2 separate regions of the Mus musculus genome follow, and region 1 is linked to region 2. Evidence: chromatin contacts called from public HiChIP or PLAC-seq data. All regions are on one chromosome and are shown on one strand. Each heading gives the region's core, a stretch centred on a gene start, on an enhancer-like site or on the middle of the called end of the contact. The rest is flanking DNA. Distances are from core to core; before and after follow the strand shown.

Region 1 (4,097 bases), core at 56-2,555, 180 kb before region 2:
CCCATCCCTGACACAGCTCCAGTTAGTTCAGTCCTTCCTCAAAGTGTTCTGGCGAGAGATCAGAACTGTGGGACGTCTCTTCCTGGGAGGCAAGGCAAGTTCCTCCTCTAATCAACACCAAGCTTCAACCTTTTTTTTTTTTTTTTTTTTTTTTTTTTTTTTTTGCCTCAGCATGGGATTCCCAGGAAAAGTCCAGCGGTTGGAGCAAGCTTCAACCTGTTTCAATAGTCTGATAGTACAGGCATTTCTTCCTAGAGTACCCCCTGCCTGATGGAACAGTTACAATTGTGCACTGTTCAGACTGCGTGCGTGCATCCCTGAGGTCACCGAGACTGGAGCCTGAACAGCACCATCCCATTTAAAAATGCATTTTCCAAGCGAATCACCTTTCAAATGACTTGCTTTACAAACCTTGACTATGCCATTTCGGGAAGATCCAGGCCCAGGGTCTGGATGAGTAGCTGCTGAATAAGTTTCTTTGCAAATGCCTGTTTGCACGTGCACGGTGGACAGATGTTATCAATGGCTGATCTGGGTCAGTGGTGTCTTTTGTTCCTGGGATTTGGAGGCTTCTGGGAGGCTAGAACTCAGAACACGTAGGGCTGGAGGGCTCATGTTATAAATGATTCAGCTGAAAATAGATTAGTCTGTTTCTCGTTGCTATACCAAAAATTTGAGGCTTGCAACTATATAAGGAAAAAAAGGGCACTTACTTGGCTTTTGGTTCTGGTGCTCAAGTATGTGGCCCTGGTGTCTGCTTGGCTCTGGTGAGAGATTTCTGGCTCCACCTCAACATGATAAGGAAGATGGGACAAGAGGGAATGATCACATGACCAGACAGAAAGCCAGAGGGATGCAAAAGTCAGCTTCCTCTTCACAGTAATTTGTCCCCATGACAACTAATGAGTCTTGAGGGACATACAATTCTTTCAGAGGGAAGAGCCATCATGAATGTTACTCAACAGGGTTAGTAGTTGTGACATCATTAGTCATGGCTGCCCCTCTTAAAGGTCCCACAGTCTCAATTCCACCGCACTTGGCACCAGGTTCCCACCACATGAATCTTGGTGTAATCATTCAAACCACATGAAAGCTATGGTAATCATGACTGAGCAACCCGGCAATCTGGAAGGATCCAGGTTCTGTTTGCTGGCCTTCCCTGAGGTCTATGGTCAGAGTAAAGCTGATATTTGAGTGCTTAAAAGAGAAACAGAGACAAGAAAAGTCTTGGAGGGCTGTGTCACCTCAACAGGACATGACAACTGTGACAGGCAGGAGCAGAGCTGGCAGGATTGTCCCCATTGTCCAGGCAGTGTACAGCTGGCCTTATGTCAATAGCTAAGCCTTCCTACACAGAACAGAGTCCAAGGGGTGCTGTCGTCATATGGACTTGGCTGCTGAAGCTGGTGGAGAGATTGGGGATTAGCTGCTGGGTAATCCAGGCTTCTCATTCCACCTACAGGGAGAAATGGACCCCTGCACTCACAGACATGTAGAACTGCTTGGAATATAGTTCCTCAGAACTGCGTTGAGGCCACCTCATCGGCGGCATAACGCTAAGGTCCCACGGGGAAAGTGACCTATAGACTGAAGCGTAGAGTCTGTGTCCAAGTGAGCAAAGACAGCCTCTGTGAGTGCTGGAAGACAGAGAGCTGGAATGTGGAACGGGGCAGGCCAGCTGGGGGCATGATGTGGCCAGTAAGCCAACCTCAGGGAGGGAAGCCAGATCCTGGCAAGGCAACAGGCCCAGCATGGTCTCAGTGCCCTCAGCTCAAGGCAAAAAAGTCCCAGAGGAGAACTAGGATGCCCAGCTTCAGATGGAGCCCCTGATGTCTTTGTTGGGGGTAAGTAGTGGGTAAGGATTCTTGATATAAATTATATTTTATTGGGAAATTTTTTTTCTTTGCTTTCCTGACAAAACACTCATCAACAATAATAACTAAACTCCATTGTCATCTTTTAGACGGGAGATTCCTTTAATGCTTCTATCAATTGAACTGCATCCCTGGCCTTTAAAGTGATGTTTATTTGTTATTATGTGTATGTCAGGGCATAATACATAATACATCTGTGCATGTCCCCTTGGAGGCCAGAAGAGGACATGGGATCCCTTGAAGCTGGAGTCGAATAGAGTGATACAAAGTTGTCAGCCACCCGACGTGGGTACTGGGAATCTGACTCAGGTCTTCTGCAAAAGCATACATAGTCATAAGGGCTGAGACATCTCTTTAGTCCCGCCTTCCCTCTAGGTTATTTTTAAGCCAGTAATGTTGAGTGGCTCCTCCTGCAAAGATGAAAGGAGACCCAAGAAAGGAAGTTCCTTTCTCAGTGAGGGACTTGGTCCTTGTCTATCCTTGTACCAATAGATAGCTCTGTTCATAGTGAGCTATCTTGAAGCAGGATGCTTCCCAAATATGATCCCATCCCCATTGTCCAGTACAAAGAGGGCAAGTCGGGACAGAGCTGGTTCCAGGAGCCGATAAGTCCTTATGTAGGGTGGCAATCTGTCTCAGGGCAAGGCAGACTGCATGAGGCAACATGGCCTCCACAACCCCAAACAGAGCTGCAATCTAAAAGACATAAACACCACCAGGAGTGGCCCAGGTGAGATGCTTATCTTCTCTGCAAACAGACAGCTTATGGTGGCAGTCACCCTCCACACTCAGCATTAGCTAGGTCATCCAGTAGGTGGCTGACTGGCAGAAGGATACTACTCAGCCTTCAACTCCTCCAAACAAACCAGGGACTGCCCAGTGGCCAGCGTGGAAGATTCACTACTGGGAAACTATCACCTCCTAGGAGAGAAAGATGTACCTCGGACACCTTCACACACAGAGAGCCACTGGGGTCACTGCTTGCAGGGGTTCTCATTATCATAATAACGATGATACTGCTAATGATAATAAACATGAAATTAAAACTAAAGCCCGCAGCTCCACAGCCAATGCTGTAGCCTTGCACAATGGTGAGCTGTTGACAGCCAAATATTGTTTACCCTCAGACTCTATAGTCTGGGTACTTTGCACAAATATTTACTGAGTGCCATGGGGACGTAGATAAAGACTTAATTTCCTACCCTCGAGGAGTGCATGGTTTAATGGGCAGATGGACTCGTAAACAAACAGTTTCAACACAATGCCAAGATGTGGAGCAAAACACAGGTGAGGCAGAGTAGGACACAGGGAGGGACCGTCTGGGTCTATCTATAGGAAGATACATGGGGTTTCAGGGAAAGATAGGAGGTCCTAGAGGCCATTGGAATATTCTAAGCAGTGGAACAGCACCTGTAACCAGACTTTTGGCTACTTTGTGGGTTCCTTGTACTACCACCCTTCATCACTCCATTCTATCCTTCCAACCCCCCAACACAGGGTAGAAGAGAAAGAAGGCTAGAGGGGAAAGGGGTTCTCAATATCCTTAGACTACTTCCTATCGATTAGGAACATAGAGTTTCTTGGGGCAAATTTGATCTTCACCATCAGGATATCTAATTTTGTTTTCTCATCACTTTGAACAGGATCACTTGACAAACCACAGCAAACTGCAACAGCAACCAACAACCAGCTACCAGCAACCAGCAACCAGCAACCAGCAACCAGCAACCAGCTACCAGCAACCAGCAACCAGCAACCAGCTACCAGCAACCAGCAACCAGCTACCAACAACCACCAACCAGCTACCAGCAAACAGAAAACAAGAAAACAGCAACCAGCTACCAGCAACCAGCAACCAGCAACCAGCTACCAGCTACCAGCTACCCTCAACCAGCAATCAGCAACCAGCTACCAACATCCACCAACCAGCTACCAGCAAACAGAAAACAGAAAACAGTTACCAGCAAACAGCAAACAGCTACCAGCTACCAGCAAACAGAAAGCAGCTACCAGCAACCAGCTACTAGCTACCAGCTACCAGCAACCAGCAACCAGCTACCAGCTACCAGCTACCAGCTACCAGCAACCAGCTACCAGCAACTGGCAACCAGCAGCAGCTGCTTCTGCAGCCTCTCTCAGGGCTCTAACATGTATATATCCATTCAAGAGTTCCCAAAATTCCAAAGTCATATACTTGCAGAAACTATCTGCAGCTGGCAAAAT
Region 2 (4,006 bases), core at 1,089-3,588:
CCCAGATGTCTCTCAACAGAGGAATGGATACAGAAAATGTGGTATATTTACACAATGGAGTAGTATGCAGCTATTAAAAACAATGAATTTATGAAATTCTTAGGCAAATAGATGGATCTGGAGGATATCATCCTGAGTGAGATAATCCAATCACAAAAGAACACACATGATATGCACTCACTGATAAGTGGATATTAGCCCAGAAGCTTGGACTACCCAAGATACAATTCGAAAAACACATGAAACTCAAGAAGGAAGACCAAAGTGTGGACACTTCTATCTTTCTTATAAGGGGAAACAAAACACCCATGGAAGGAGTTACAAAGTGTGGAGCAGAGACTGAAAGAATGACCATCCCGAGACTGTCCCACCTGGGGATCCATCCCATATACAACCATCAAACCCAGACACTATTGTGGATGCCAACAAGAGCTTGCTGACAGGAGTCTGATATAGCTGTCTCTTGAGATGCTCTGCTAGTGCCTGACAAATACAGAAATGAATACTCACAGCCATCCATTGGACTGAGCACAGGGTCCCCAATGAAGGACTAAAGAGCTGAAGGGGTTTGCAGCCCTATAGGAGGAACAACAATATGAACTAACTCAGTACCCCCAGAGCTCCCTGGAACTAAACCAGCAACCAGAGTACACATGGAGGAACTCATGGCTCCAGCTCCATATGTAGCAGAGTATGGCCTAGTCGGTCATCAATGGGAGAAGAGGCTCTTGGTCCTGTGAAGGCTCGATGCCCCAGTGTAGGAGAATGCCAGGGCCAGGAAGCAGGAGTGGGTGGATTGGTGTGTGTGTATGGTGGGGGGAATAGGGGATTTTCAGAGGGGAAACCAGGAAAGGGGATAACATTTGAAATGTAAATAAAGAAAATATCTAATAAAAATTATATTTAAAAAGACACAAATACACATACAAGCATGCAGACACACATATGCTCACACACACAAGCATGCAGACACTTATGTGAACACACACACACCAACTTAAAGACAGAAATGCACACACAAGCACGCACACACACATATACATACACACACAAACCAGCTTGAAGACGAAAGTACACACACAAGTATGCAGACACATACATACATACATACATACACACACACACATACATATGCAGACATGTCTGTGAGTGTGTATACACCCACATACACATGTAGATGTACATGCATACAAAGTCCATACTCTCAAATAGGACCACCCACTAGGAACCAAGTATTCAACCACATGGAAACCTGTGGAAGAGAATTCACACTCCACAATGTGTGAACCTATCGCCTGTCGTGAAACCTTCCATAACCATCAGAGAGAGAAAGCAGGAGAAAGAAAACCAACTCCTGCTATCCACACCTCTCTCCCTAGTGCTTTGCGGGCTGTGTTCTACAGAATTCCTCCGTGGGCCTGGAATCACAAAGGGGGCACAAGGCTGACCCCACCATATGCTGACAGCCACCTCTGTCCACCCCTGCCTCCTCAGGTGCAGGTAAACACAAGCTCCATTGGCGTGGGAATGGCCCCCCATTCCCTTAGAAGCCCAACCTTGAAGCCATTTTGGAAAGATATCAAGGCTTCCGGTATCTGCCGGTTAGCCCCCAGCTGGCTGGTTTGAAAGCAGCTTTGAGGATCAAAGGTATTCTAGAAGGTAACAAGGCTTGAAGATCAAGGAGATTCACCTGTTCATCAAAGGAGAGGGGGCCTTTCCTGGGAGGTTCAGGCCTGTACAATGTTAACCACAGGGAGCTCTGCTTTCGGATGAATGTTCCACATGGCCAGGAAGCTAGAGAGGCTGGGGGCCTTGCCTCTGCCCCATGCACACTCAGTGTGTGACTAGGAAGCAGCCAAGAGGAGCCCAAGAGGAGGACCAGAGACTGAGGTTGTACAATGTTACCACAACCTTGTGTGGCTGTGGAAAAGTCAAAAAGAAGACACCAAGACTGAAGGGAAGAAAGATAAGGCAGAGGCAGAAGGCAGCCACATCCTCAGAAAGAGACAGCAGCACTGTATGGATAGCGTGCATGCACAGCTTGAGCTGGTTCCTGTGCAGGGAAGGCTCGCCCAGTTCTGAAAAACCGCTGACACCATGTCACCAAATAACCACAACTCCTTGCACTGTGTGTGTGTGTGTGTGTGTGTGTGTGTGTGTGTCTATTTTTTTAAATCATGGTGGAGAGGGACAGGGGACATGGATCTCCTTCTCGTGGAACACTGGGCTCATGAGAGCAAACTGCTTTCAAATACTGCCCACCTATTCCCATGCCACCCAGCCTTCCTCAGGGCCAGAATTCCCTCCTGTGGACAAATTTGGTATGTGGGTGTGTGGGAATTCAATCCATACCATCCCTTGCCTCTTGAGTCAGGCCGGGAGCATTGATCTCGTGGTGACCCAGACATGTCTGAATCATGGCATCGTGGGTGTGATTTGGCTCCACGGGTCTCCCACTTTTCCACAGCTATGCTTGATTTTCAGAGTCTCAAAGGAGCCTTCCTTCCTCCCCTCAGGGAGGCTCAGACAGTAGATGCTTGCTAATCTCACCTCACACCTTCTGATGCAGTTTGGGTATCTACTCTCACCTTGTGCTCTAATGGGGCCACTGTAGCACTAGGCTGCAGAAATGTCTGGTAATGGTAAAGAAAAAAGCAGTATCCCTCCCCTAGAGCCATCCTCTATATACACCCTGGGTAGCAGCATGAATGGCTGGGAAATGCCCTCCCCAAAGGAGCTGCAGCTGACACTGAGCATGCTTGAAACAAGCTCGCTCCCCTTCCCCCATCCTTCATGTAAAGGATTGAGGGAATTTCCCAGCCAACTATAGAGTTGGTGAATTGGAAGCCCTCGTTCTGTACAGTCACAGGGCAGGGGAGATGGCTCGGTTAGTAATATGCTTGCCCTGAAATCATAAAGACCTGATCCTCATATTAAAATATGTATCTGTGTGTGGTGGTATCTTCTTGCAACCCCAGTTCTGGAGAGGCATAGACAGGCAGATCCCTGGGGCTTTCTGGCCAGACAAGCTAGCCTACTGGTAGAGTTCCAGTCCCATTAGAGATTTCATAAGAAAGAAAGAAAGAAAGAAAGAAAGAAAGAAAGAAAGAAAGAAAGAAAGAAAGAAAGAAAGAAAGGAAGGAAGGAAGGAAGGAAGAAAGGAAGGAGGGAGGGAGAAAGGGAGGCAGGGAGGGAGGGAGGGAATCAAAATATGTACTGACAAGATGACTCAGCACATAAAAATGTTTGCTGCAAAGTCTGATGACCAGAGTTCAATTCCTGGGACCAACATAATGGAAGGTAAGAATTGTTTCTCACAGAGCATTGGCCTTTGACATCCACAGGTAATTCGTTCCATGGCCTCATACACACACACACATACACATATGCATTCACACAGATGCACACACATATATATGTGCATACACATATACACACATAAATACAAGCACACTCACATAAATAAATACTCAAAATTTTAATACACACCAGCATGCAAGTGTGTGCACACACAAAGAAAAACCCAAACAAGTCACTAAGCCATTGACATGAAAGAAATACTTTATCTTTTTCTAAAGCATGTCAGATCTGGCTCCAAGCTCCCACCGGCTTGCCAAGGGTTGGGGTGGGGGTAGCTGGTTTCAGTTGTATCTTGCGGTTCCTTCTTAGCTTCTTGCAATGTTTGATGCTCACACTGTCCGAGAAAATGAGGTACCAAGCCACAGTTGGTTTCCCTTCAAAGCAGCACAGCCCCTCCCAGTCCCCACCAGAGAGCCTGCAATCAGAGTTGGCAGGCCTCCTGGAACTCCCCGAAGCTCCCAGGTTCTTTCCTGGATCCTAACGACACCCTCCTTGTATTGAGCACAACAGTGTAGTGAGATGCTCATGGCTCACTGATGGATGAGCCCAGGGTGTGTTTACAGGCCCTTCATTCACTGTCCTTCCTTCTCATCCCAGTCTTCAGAGCAGTAGGCCTGTCACGGCCACGCCCTCCTCCATCCTCTGC

What was found. HiChIP or PLAC-seq counts read pairs in DNA pulled down with a chosen protein or histone mark.
Region 1: a contact with region 2 is called in a FOXA1 HiChIP or PLAC-seq map of pancreatic cancer cells. The contact joins two enhancer-like sites. A contact is called at or near these places in 4 of 484 Hi-C or Micro-C datasets (bone marrow-derived macrophages, cerebellar granule neurons, liver and 1 more) and 5 of 115 datasets of contacts at active chromatin or transcription factors (CD8 T cells, embryonic stem cells and pancreatic cancer cells).

The regions. Positions count from the first base shown.
Region 1 is chr13:52,185,634-52,189,730 of GRCm38.p6, reverse strand. No RefSeq gene overlaps it. Among named protein-coding and RNA genes, the nearest start is that of Gm33041, 35 kb to the left of the region's middle. Within about 2 kb of position 1,305, at least 64 of the 459 cell types and tissues checked have an H3K27ac peak or open chromatin away from gene starts, as enhancers often do. A contact at or near this core is called in pancreatic cancer cells, where this site is marked.
Region 2 is chr13:52,002,158-52,006,163 of GRCm38.p6, reverse strand. No RefSeq gene overlaps it. Among named protein-coding and RNA genes, the nearest start is that of Gm40948, 79 kb to the left of the region's middle. Within about 2 kb of position 2,338, at least 51 of the 459 cell types and tissues checked have an H3K27ac peak or open chromatin away from gene starts, as enhancers often do. A contact at or near this core is called in pancreatic cancer cells, where this site is marked.